Linked DNA regions of Mus musculus: region 1 is linked to region 2. The links are chromatin contacts, called in public Hi-C maps. All regions are on one chromosome and are shown on one strand. The core of a region is the stretch at or near the end of the contact, and the rest is flanking DNA. Distances in the headings are between cores, read along the strand shown. Region 1 overlaps Maml3 (mastermind like transcriptional coactivator 3). Region 2 overlaps Maml3 (mastermind like transcriptional coactivator 3).

Region 1 (4,363 bases), core at 1,349-3,848, 81 kb after region 2:
CATACAGACACCACACACACACTACATACACACCATACATACCACACACATACCACACCACACACACACCACACATAACACAGACACAACACATACATATACTACACACTCACATACATCATACACATACCAAACATACACACACACCACACACACACACACATGTATCCCCCCACATACATATACCACACACACATATATCACACACACATACACACCCACACACACAGACCACACATAATATTGCTGATGAAGATTATGACAGTAACAATATTCAGAATGAAAGGCACAGGTGCCCTTGACAACTGAGTGTCCACTGGGCTCACTCACTCTGCTGCCTGTGATACTATGTTCCTGGAAAAAGAAGTTGCTGCCTCAAGTACTTGCACACACTGGATGAACCCTAGTCCAGTCCCCTTTGAGGTTGATCCAAATGTTTTCCTTACAGCATAGCAATAGGACTTGGCAGTCCTGACCCGATGTTTGGAACTCCATCCCTCCCATCACATCCCCACTCTCACAGCAAGTGTTGTGCCCCCCCCCCACCGCCTTCATCTTCCCCCAACCGATAGTTAGTTGCTTTCATGACCTTCCAGCTTAAATTCTGCTATAGAGTCTTAATTAATGAATGAATGAGTTACCCAACCAACCAGTGTTGGGGATCAGGATACCCAGAGCCTCATAAGCTAAGCGAGCCTTGGGTCACTAAGAAGCTCTTCTGAACCTCACTCCCTACAGTGCCTGAGACTGTGCTCTGCCCAAAGCCAACACTGCCATGTTGGTTTTAGTCAGACTGTGAACACCACTCGGCTCCCATGCAGGTAAGCATTATATTCCAGTGTGCCCCGGCCACTTGAAAACACCTCTCTACTTAGCTTCTACAAACATAATGAATGTGCTGTTTACATCCTGCCCCAGATAATTAATGAAGACTGTAAAAAGAAAAAGACCAGCTGAACACAGATCCCCACCTCCTTGAAGCCTAGTGTGCCGCTATTTATCATGGTGCATTCGTCCCTCCAGGCAATTTTCAATCAATCTGACATATTCGACTCAATCCCAGTGCATTTCTGAACTACATTCCCTGAGACCTGCTACCAGTTCTTGCACTGATGGCTGGGTGTGTTTAAAAATGATAATATAACCAGTGGCCTCTTTTTGTCTATTGTTTTGTGACTTTTTTTTTTCAAAGCACAAGATCAATTAATTTAGAGAAATCAAAGAGGCTGTATAAATTGTGTTCTCCTTGGCTCATGGCTGCAACACCCTACACACATTTATAGGCTTCTTCTTTCCAATTGTTCTATTATTTGTGCACAGTGTAGTCTCCTAATTCATTTATGCACTCAACAAACACTCATGGAGTTCTTATTAAAGGTAGGTATGGTTATTTGGAATAGACCCAGGACTGGTTTGGCTTGGAAATTAATTATTCAGGGATTCTTGTTCTGTGAAATATTACAGAGTAGAGTGTCTGCTAAACTGATATTCGAGCTACACATTAGTGATCCTGGGATGCAGCAAGCTGAAAGAGGAAGCAATCTGTATGATCTCTTAGGGGCAGCCACGCTCAACAGGTTCCCTGGGTAAGGAATTTGGACAAGATGGCTAACATAAGATAATACAGAGATTCTGTGCTTTGGTTGCCCGTGATAGATACCTTAGGGTTAAGTCTACACCCTTTCACCCCCTCACCTCTCATTATCATTTCCAGTTTCCACAGGACATCTTCCCTATTCCGATGAATCCATTACTACTTGCATTAGCCCTGGCTAACACGGAATACCACTGTCTCCAGACCTGGCCTGCTTATTTCTTTTGTTTGTCTCCTTCATCCTCCCTCCCTCCCTCTTTCTTCCTCTCTCCTCTCTCTTCACCGAAACAGGTCTTCATTACTGTTTAATTATCCTTATTTGTCTTCTTAAAAGGCCAGTTTTCAAAAGTAGTTCAGAAGCTCAGCGATTTCACCATCAATAGCTCCGTCATTTGCACATAATCGTTAAGCTTATCTCCCTGTTTGTTAATGCCAGGCCACCTTTATTTCTGCTGCCCCCTTCTTTCTCTTCTTTATTATGTTTGTATTATTACCCCCTGCTCCACTGATTGCCATAAATACTTCCTGGCTGTGACTCTGGAACCTTTCTGATGATTCATGTGTTCCTCGGAGAGTTCTATAGACAGATTTCATATTCTCTCTCTCTCTCTCTTTCTTTCTCTCTCTCTCTCTCTCTCTCTCTCTCTCTCTCTCTCTCTCTCTCTCTCCCTCCCTCCCTCCCTCCCCCTCTCTCCCTCCCTCCCTCCCTCCCCACTGTCTCTGTCTTTCTTTCCCTATATTGTTGCACAGTTGTCATTATTCCTTGGACAGTATCTGCTTTTCCCAGAGATGTCTGGCCTTTGTTGTGAAGCCATTGCCCCAGCTTACAAGGTGTGAGCTATAGAACCCCTGACCACAACTACCCTGCTTCCCACATAGGGGCAGAGGCCCACCTTCTGAGCGGGTACAAACTCCACTGGGGAGAAATGGCTGAGACTGTGAGATTCCTACCTCAGAGCAGCACCCTTGGCCTCTTCCAGTGATGGCCCCTCCCTTACATACATTGCCATCCTGGCAACAGCTTTCCCACAGGCCAAACATGCCTCGAAGTCAGGGAGCTGAGGAAAGTGGTAAATACCGTTCTTCTCGGGGTGACACATTAATGTTCGTACTTAGGAGCGGCAGACTGCTTCTCCTTAAACCCTGGTCCTGTGCTGTCTGGATTTGCCCATCATTTGGGATACTGGATGAATCCCTGTCTGAAGCACACACATACGTTTTTAAGTAAGGAGTTATAATGGGGGAAAGATTCATTTTAGACAGTGTAGTGAGATCGACAGCCCAAACTGAAGAAGAGACCTCATTACTATATTGGTAATATAATAATATCTTGTGAGCGTCACCCACCTTTTCAGTTTAAAGCTGCTTTTTAAGACCAGGATAGGAGACTCCCAATTATTGCGTAAATGTTATTTTTATGTCAGTTTAGCAAATAAGCACATATTTTCTCTCCAAACTGCCAATGCATAAAGGTGCCAATTTACTGCATTCTACAAAATTTGTACCAGATAAAGCAAGCTCAATCTTTTAGTCCCACACCCTCAGTCTTAGCAAAAGATACTTTGGCTAACTCAAGACTGTTTGCTTGGCAGCCTAAGATGACGGACCAAACTAAGTGGATTGTTGGTCCTTTGTCTGAGCATAAACTTCTCCTAGGGTCTCCATAGTCTCACCCGCGAGTGGGCACATCATTTTGCTGTGTCGCAGTGTGAAGAATGCAGAGAGGAGAAGGGAAGTGTTGCTTGTCGCATCTTTCTCTTTGCCCATCCTAATATCCCCAATCCTCATTTTCCCAGTTACTTTTGTCTTTGGATCTAACGAAGATGCTTCCCATCCCTCTGCACCCCGCCGCTTTAAGTATAATTATTTTTGTTTTTTTGAATAGTACACTAGCCACACAGCAGTAACTTAAGGCATCTTTGAGAAGGGTGGGGATTAAACAATTTTAAAATCGCAATGCTAATTGATAAACAATGATGTATGTGGCTTTGGACAACAAACACAACACGGGCTCTTGGAAGGGACCTGCCCCACACTGTCCAACTGACTGGGAAAGCCTGTCCCCTTGGGGTGGAGACTAACGCCATGGGAAGCCAAAACCAGCTTTTATTAGCAGGACAGAAGAAAATGGGGCCAGGCTCAGAATAGCTACTCCAAAGCATGCCGTTCTTAGCCCACCTACCTCTTCCTAATTTTCCCCTTCCCCCTGGCATTTTCACCCACTTTGCCCGCATCTCCTGAAAAGAATGATGCCTTTACCTCATCTCGGCCCCTGTGCTGTTCTCCAGCTCCCAGGCATTTTACCACCCCTCCCTCTGGGCTCTCTACCCTCATCTCCTAGCCTACTGAGATCCAAATGCAGGCTTCCAACTGCTGCCGGCGAAGTGCTTGAGGGGGAGCTATGGGCTTACCCCCTGCCACTGGGCCAGCCTCATCTCCTAGGAGACATTTTAAACCCCAGGGATGCTAAAAAATCATCATCATTATTACCTCCCTAGGCACGGCGGTGTCAGCAGAGATGGAGGCTGGGAAACTCTAAAATTACCCAGGTAGGTAATGCTGTCTCGGCCTTAAGATCATCGGAACGCCCATGATCTATCGGCAGCACCGGACGGAACCGACTAGGAAGCAACCACAGGGTGTTCTCATCCTGGGTCCCTGCGGCAGATTAGCAGGTGAAAATACCTTGTCTTCAAAATGGCCACTGGTTAGGATGACAGGCGAAAACTAAAAGGCAGAAATTCAAGCTTAAGTAGATTGACAAAAGGA
Region 2 (4,241 bases), core at 553-3,052:
ATTTAAAGTGAATTAGGGGTTAACGATGAAGGTCTGATCTACTCTAGTCTGATTATAGATAAATAACACACAGGCAATAGACTTAAGTGATAAACATATACTCAGGTCATGAGATCCATCGAGGGGGCATTTCTATTATTCAACATCATAGGCAGCCAAATCCACGACTCAGACTTCCACCCTCTCTTTGTCTTTGATCCCATCTTAATGTTTCGCTGCCTCGGTACACAGGCGTGCTTTCTGCTTACAAGTGCAGAGAGACGGATCCATAAATTACATCACACCTGCATGCCTGCACGCATATCCCAAGCTCACACGGAGCAAGATGCAGCTGTCTGGTCCCCACCCCTGCTGGATGATGGGGCCGCAGAAATGAACACCAGCTTAGCAGCCTACAAACCTAGGGTTCTGAGCTTCTCCGGATGGCAACATACATGAATTCACATCCCTAGCATATCGTGTAATCACAGAGCTACATGTTGCCCTGGCAATGAGGGCTTTCCAGACACAGTGATATGTTCTGAAGTGACAATGGTAAACATATAGAGCCGTTCTCAATTTTTGGGTAGGGGATCTGGCAGGAAGCAAAGGTCCTGGGTCTGAGTAGCTAAAATCTGTCTTACAAGTGGTGCAAGCAATGGCTGGGTATACAACATCATTGATTTGCAGAAAAGGACACAGCTACAGTCATGATGTGATGTGTTCATGTCACACACACTCAAAACAGAGTCTACTCTGTGTTAGAAATGTTTCTGACACTAATTCAAGTCAGGCTCTCTGAATAGAATGCTCAAACAATTAGGAGATATAATGGTGTTCTAATACATACATTCACATTGGATTAGCCAGTGACATGTATACACACTTAGATTACTAACACTCTGGGTAAACAAGGGCGAAGCCAGTCTCCAATATAGAGGGATTTTCAAATACAGACATTCACATGTATTCACCATGAAATAATGTTTTTCCTTTTGCCTCAAGGGTTCCACAGTGACTCAAAAGAAAAACATAAAATGAAAGTAGATACTTCAAGTCAATACAAGACAACCTTTTCTTAAACTTTAAAAAAAATACGCTATATACATTATTGTAAAGATGATAAGACTAAACGTAATGGCCTGAACTAGCCACACTGTCTAGCCAACATATAAACATGTTTAAATAAATGTCCGCTAAATACCATAATCTCTAAGCAGCTCACTGGCTTACCAAACTGGCTGAAATCGTTCACTGGTCTCTCAATGGTGCCCTATCTGGAGTAAACAGACGTATTAATATTTTTTATTCTCAGGAGATGTCAACAACATAGTCATAAATTCCTGGATGAAAAAGACCCCTGATATCCCAGGATTGAACTCAAGTTGTCAAAACTTGTACAAGAGTCTTTACCTGCTTAGCCATCCTGCTGCCCCATCCCCTCAACCAGGATTTTTGTAGTGAATTTTGTAGATCTATTTGGCAAAGAATATATGAGTGTTCCAGTTTCCTAGTCTGCTACACACCACTCTGCTACATGGGTTGGGTGGTTTTGTTTCATCTTCCGATCATCTCCTGTGTCACTACCCCATGTCCCCTCCTCCCAGCCCTTGCTCCATTTCCTTAGCCAGGAGTAGCTTCAGCCTCACTTGAGATCCTGCCACTTGCTCGCTCCACGCGCATTCACTGCATCTTACCTGTGTGCTATGCAGGTTACACCTAAGGGTTTACTAGTTCACCTCAGGTAAAGACTAGGGTTAGAGCGGACACTCCCTCCTTCCTTGCTTCATGACTTCAAACACTGCACTCGCTGGGACTTTCCCTTGGCTATAAAAAGAATTACTAATTCAATTCAATGATAACCACAGAGACAGACAGGCTGGTAACTCGCCTGACCCGAAGAAGTCATTCAATAAACACCACCAGGCACAGTTTATTTTAGGCCAGGGTGAAAAGGGGGATGCCAGTTCTTCTGGAAGCTGTGGGGTTACCTTAGAATTCTCATACATATTTTCAAAACTCGACTTCCTCTTACTCCCCCCTGGGAACGCTGGATTTCTGAATGCCTTTGTGGGTACAAGGCTACTTATCCCCACTCGGAAGCCCACATCCTTCACACTGAGAGCACAGTGCTGGTTAGAGTCTATTTCTTTCTGCACACAGAGGGAATAACTGGGAGATGCTACTACTAAAATCGACCTGTGCCAGGTGTTAGGACACACACACACACACAACTCCAGCTTCCGGAAGGTCAGGGCAGATGGATTTTGAGTTCAAGGCCAGTTTGGGCTATACAGGAAGTTCCTGTCTAAAAACAAAAACAAACATACAAACAAACAAAAACCCTAAGTATTACTTAGGAATTGTTTCAATTCTCAGACTTTGTTATGAATGGTACTGTTGTGAAATCTATGTTAAATGTAGATCATGGGTGCTGCTGACGAATGATCTGGGGCTCACGTTTGGGTTAGTTCATTTTCCACTCGCACCATTATAAATGACAATGTTCTCCACCCCTACGATGTAGATTTGGTTTAGGGTTTCATTATGATGACTGATACTCTCCTAGTTTTCATAAAAAACATGCTGGCTTTTTAATTTTGCTTTCTATTTCTGGGTTAGCTGTACATTATTGACAACTTATGCTGTCCAGACTATGGAATTTGGCAATACATTATATTTACACCACATTTGAAAATACTTTTCAGGGAGGATGGTTTTTCTTTTCTTCTTCGATTTAGCTGCTATGTATGTACTTGACCGTGGTGTTCTCACAGAATTAAGATTTTGCAAACTGATCTACTGACCCATGAATGTGTACCCTGGTAACTTTCTGGAACAAAATCATGGAGAGTAAGAGACAGGAAGAGGTACAAATCTTTCAACAGTACTTAGTGTGTTTGTTAAATGCTCTCCTCAAGTGTCATGGCTGAATACTAGGACACCAGCTGGTAAGCAGAACTTGTTGTTCCTGTGGTGGTACTGAGGTTGGTGGTGCCCAGAGGACTCTGGAAACAAAGAGGCCAGACATCATCTGTGTATATTGCATGCATGGGCATGAATGTATGGTGTGTGTGTGTGTGTGTGTGCTTTTCGAGGGATTAATACATGCTAATTAAGCAGGGCTTTTCTGCTTTTGTACTACATATAACTGAATGAACTAACAAATATCCTTCACATTAGAAACCTTTAATGCCGAGTCAGCTGGTTTCACTGTATTCATTGTTGGTCAAGCACTAGGAGATGTGGAATCCATAACCAGCCGTGTACAGGGCCTGTTGTGAAGGCCGCTGAACACAGGGTCTGCGCTCTGCCTTTTCCAGTTCTGTGCTCTCCTGCTGACAGGCCACGGCCTGGGAATTTGTGATCACTAAAATTCTCCGATTAGTCTGCACTCAGCACTGTCCAGAGGAATCAGAGCACACATCCTACCTGTGTCACCACCACGTGACCATGCTTAAAGCCACACCCCACCCCACCCTCACACACAGACACGTTGGCCTCTACTTAAATTGCTCGCCAGAAAGATGATTTAAATCACTTTCCAACAAATACAATTTCAGTATAGTTTTTCTCACCAAAGTATGTCCCCATTGTACAAACCCTATTGTAAGTTGCAGAAAATTCAGGTTTATAGTTTTCCATTGGAAGAAACTGTATACTAAATGTGTAAACTGTACAGAAACGGGCCCCTTAGGAAGCAGAACATTTTATTTTCCGTAGATAAATAAAGCAGATAGTGATAAAAAAAAATCACAGAAACAAAAGATTATCAGCTTGCTGGGTTAATTTTGGCAAGTCTTTTTTTGGGGGGGTGGGGGTGGGAAGGCTGTGTTGAAATAATCACTGAAACTCAAAATAACTGATACACTGTTGCAAACGTAAATGTTTACATATATGTATTGTATTTCAGATATTTTCTTCAATTATACGTAACAAATATACAAGTTTTAGCAAATATATAAATAAGTATTTTATTTCTAGATGAGAAATAGGAGCTGGAAAAAAATGTAAAAGAATGTCTCATCACAATTTAAAACAAACAAAATTCTTCCTAAATGAAAACCTTTGAAATGCAATGTTTTGAAGGATGCGTCTCCCCCCCCCCCCCCCATCACATAACTTCACCCAGTTGAAAGCTACTTCCCTCCTTTCCTCCGTAGAGAGATAAGTGTGATAATCTTTATGGCATACAGGTGAGAAAAAAGGTATTTCAGGAGACAGGCAAGGTGGGCAGAAAGGAGAATCTAGAGAGCCCGCCA

The links. A called contact is a pair of places that touch in the nucleus more often than the background predicts.
Region 1: a Hi-C map of the N1E-115 cell line shows a contact between it and region 2, with 2.7 times the contacts expected there. The contact joins two enhancer-like sites. A contact is called at or near these places in 6 of 484 Hi-C or Micro-C datasets (B cells, the N1E-115 cell line, cerebral cortex and 3 more) and 1 of 9 other capture datasets (embryonic stem cells).

The regions. Positions count from the first base shown.
Region 1 is chr3:51,984,158-51,988,520 of GRCm38.p6, forward strand. All of the region lies in intron 1 of Maml3 (mastermind like transcriptional coactivator 3), which reads right to left. Among named protein-coding and RNA genes, the nearest start is that of Maml3, 120 kb to the right of the region's middle. Within about 2 kb of position 2,599, at least 2 of the 459 cell types and tissues checked have an H3K27ac peak or open chromatin away from gene starts, as enhancers often do. A contact at or near this core is called in the N1E-115 cell line, where this site is marked.
Region 2 is chr3:51,904,274-51,908,514 of GRCm38.p6, forward strand. All of the region lies in intron 1 of Maml3 (mastermind like transcriptional coactivator 3), which reads right to left. Among named protein-coding and RNA genes, the nearest start is that of Maml3, 200 kb to the right of the region's middle. RefSeq lists an enhancer at 3,298-4,241. Within about 2 kb of position 1,803, at least 49 of the 459 cell types and tissues checked have an H3K27ac peak or open chromatin away from gene starts, as enhancers often do. A contact at or near this core is called in the N1E-115 cell line, where this site is marked.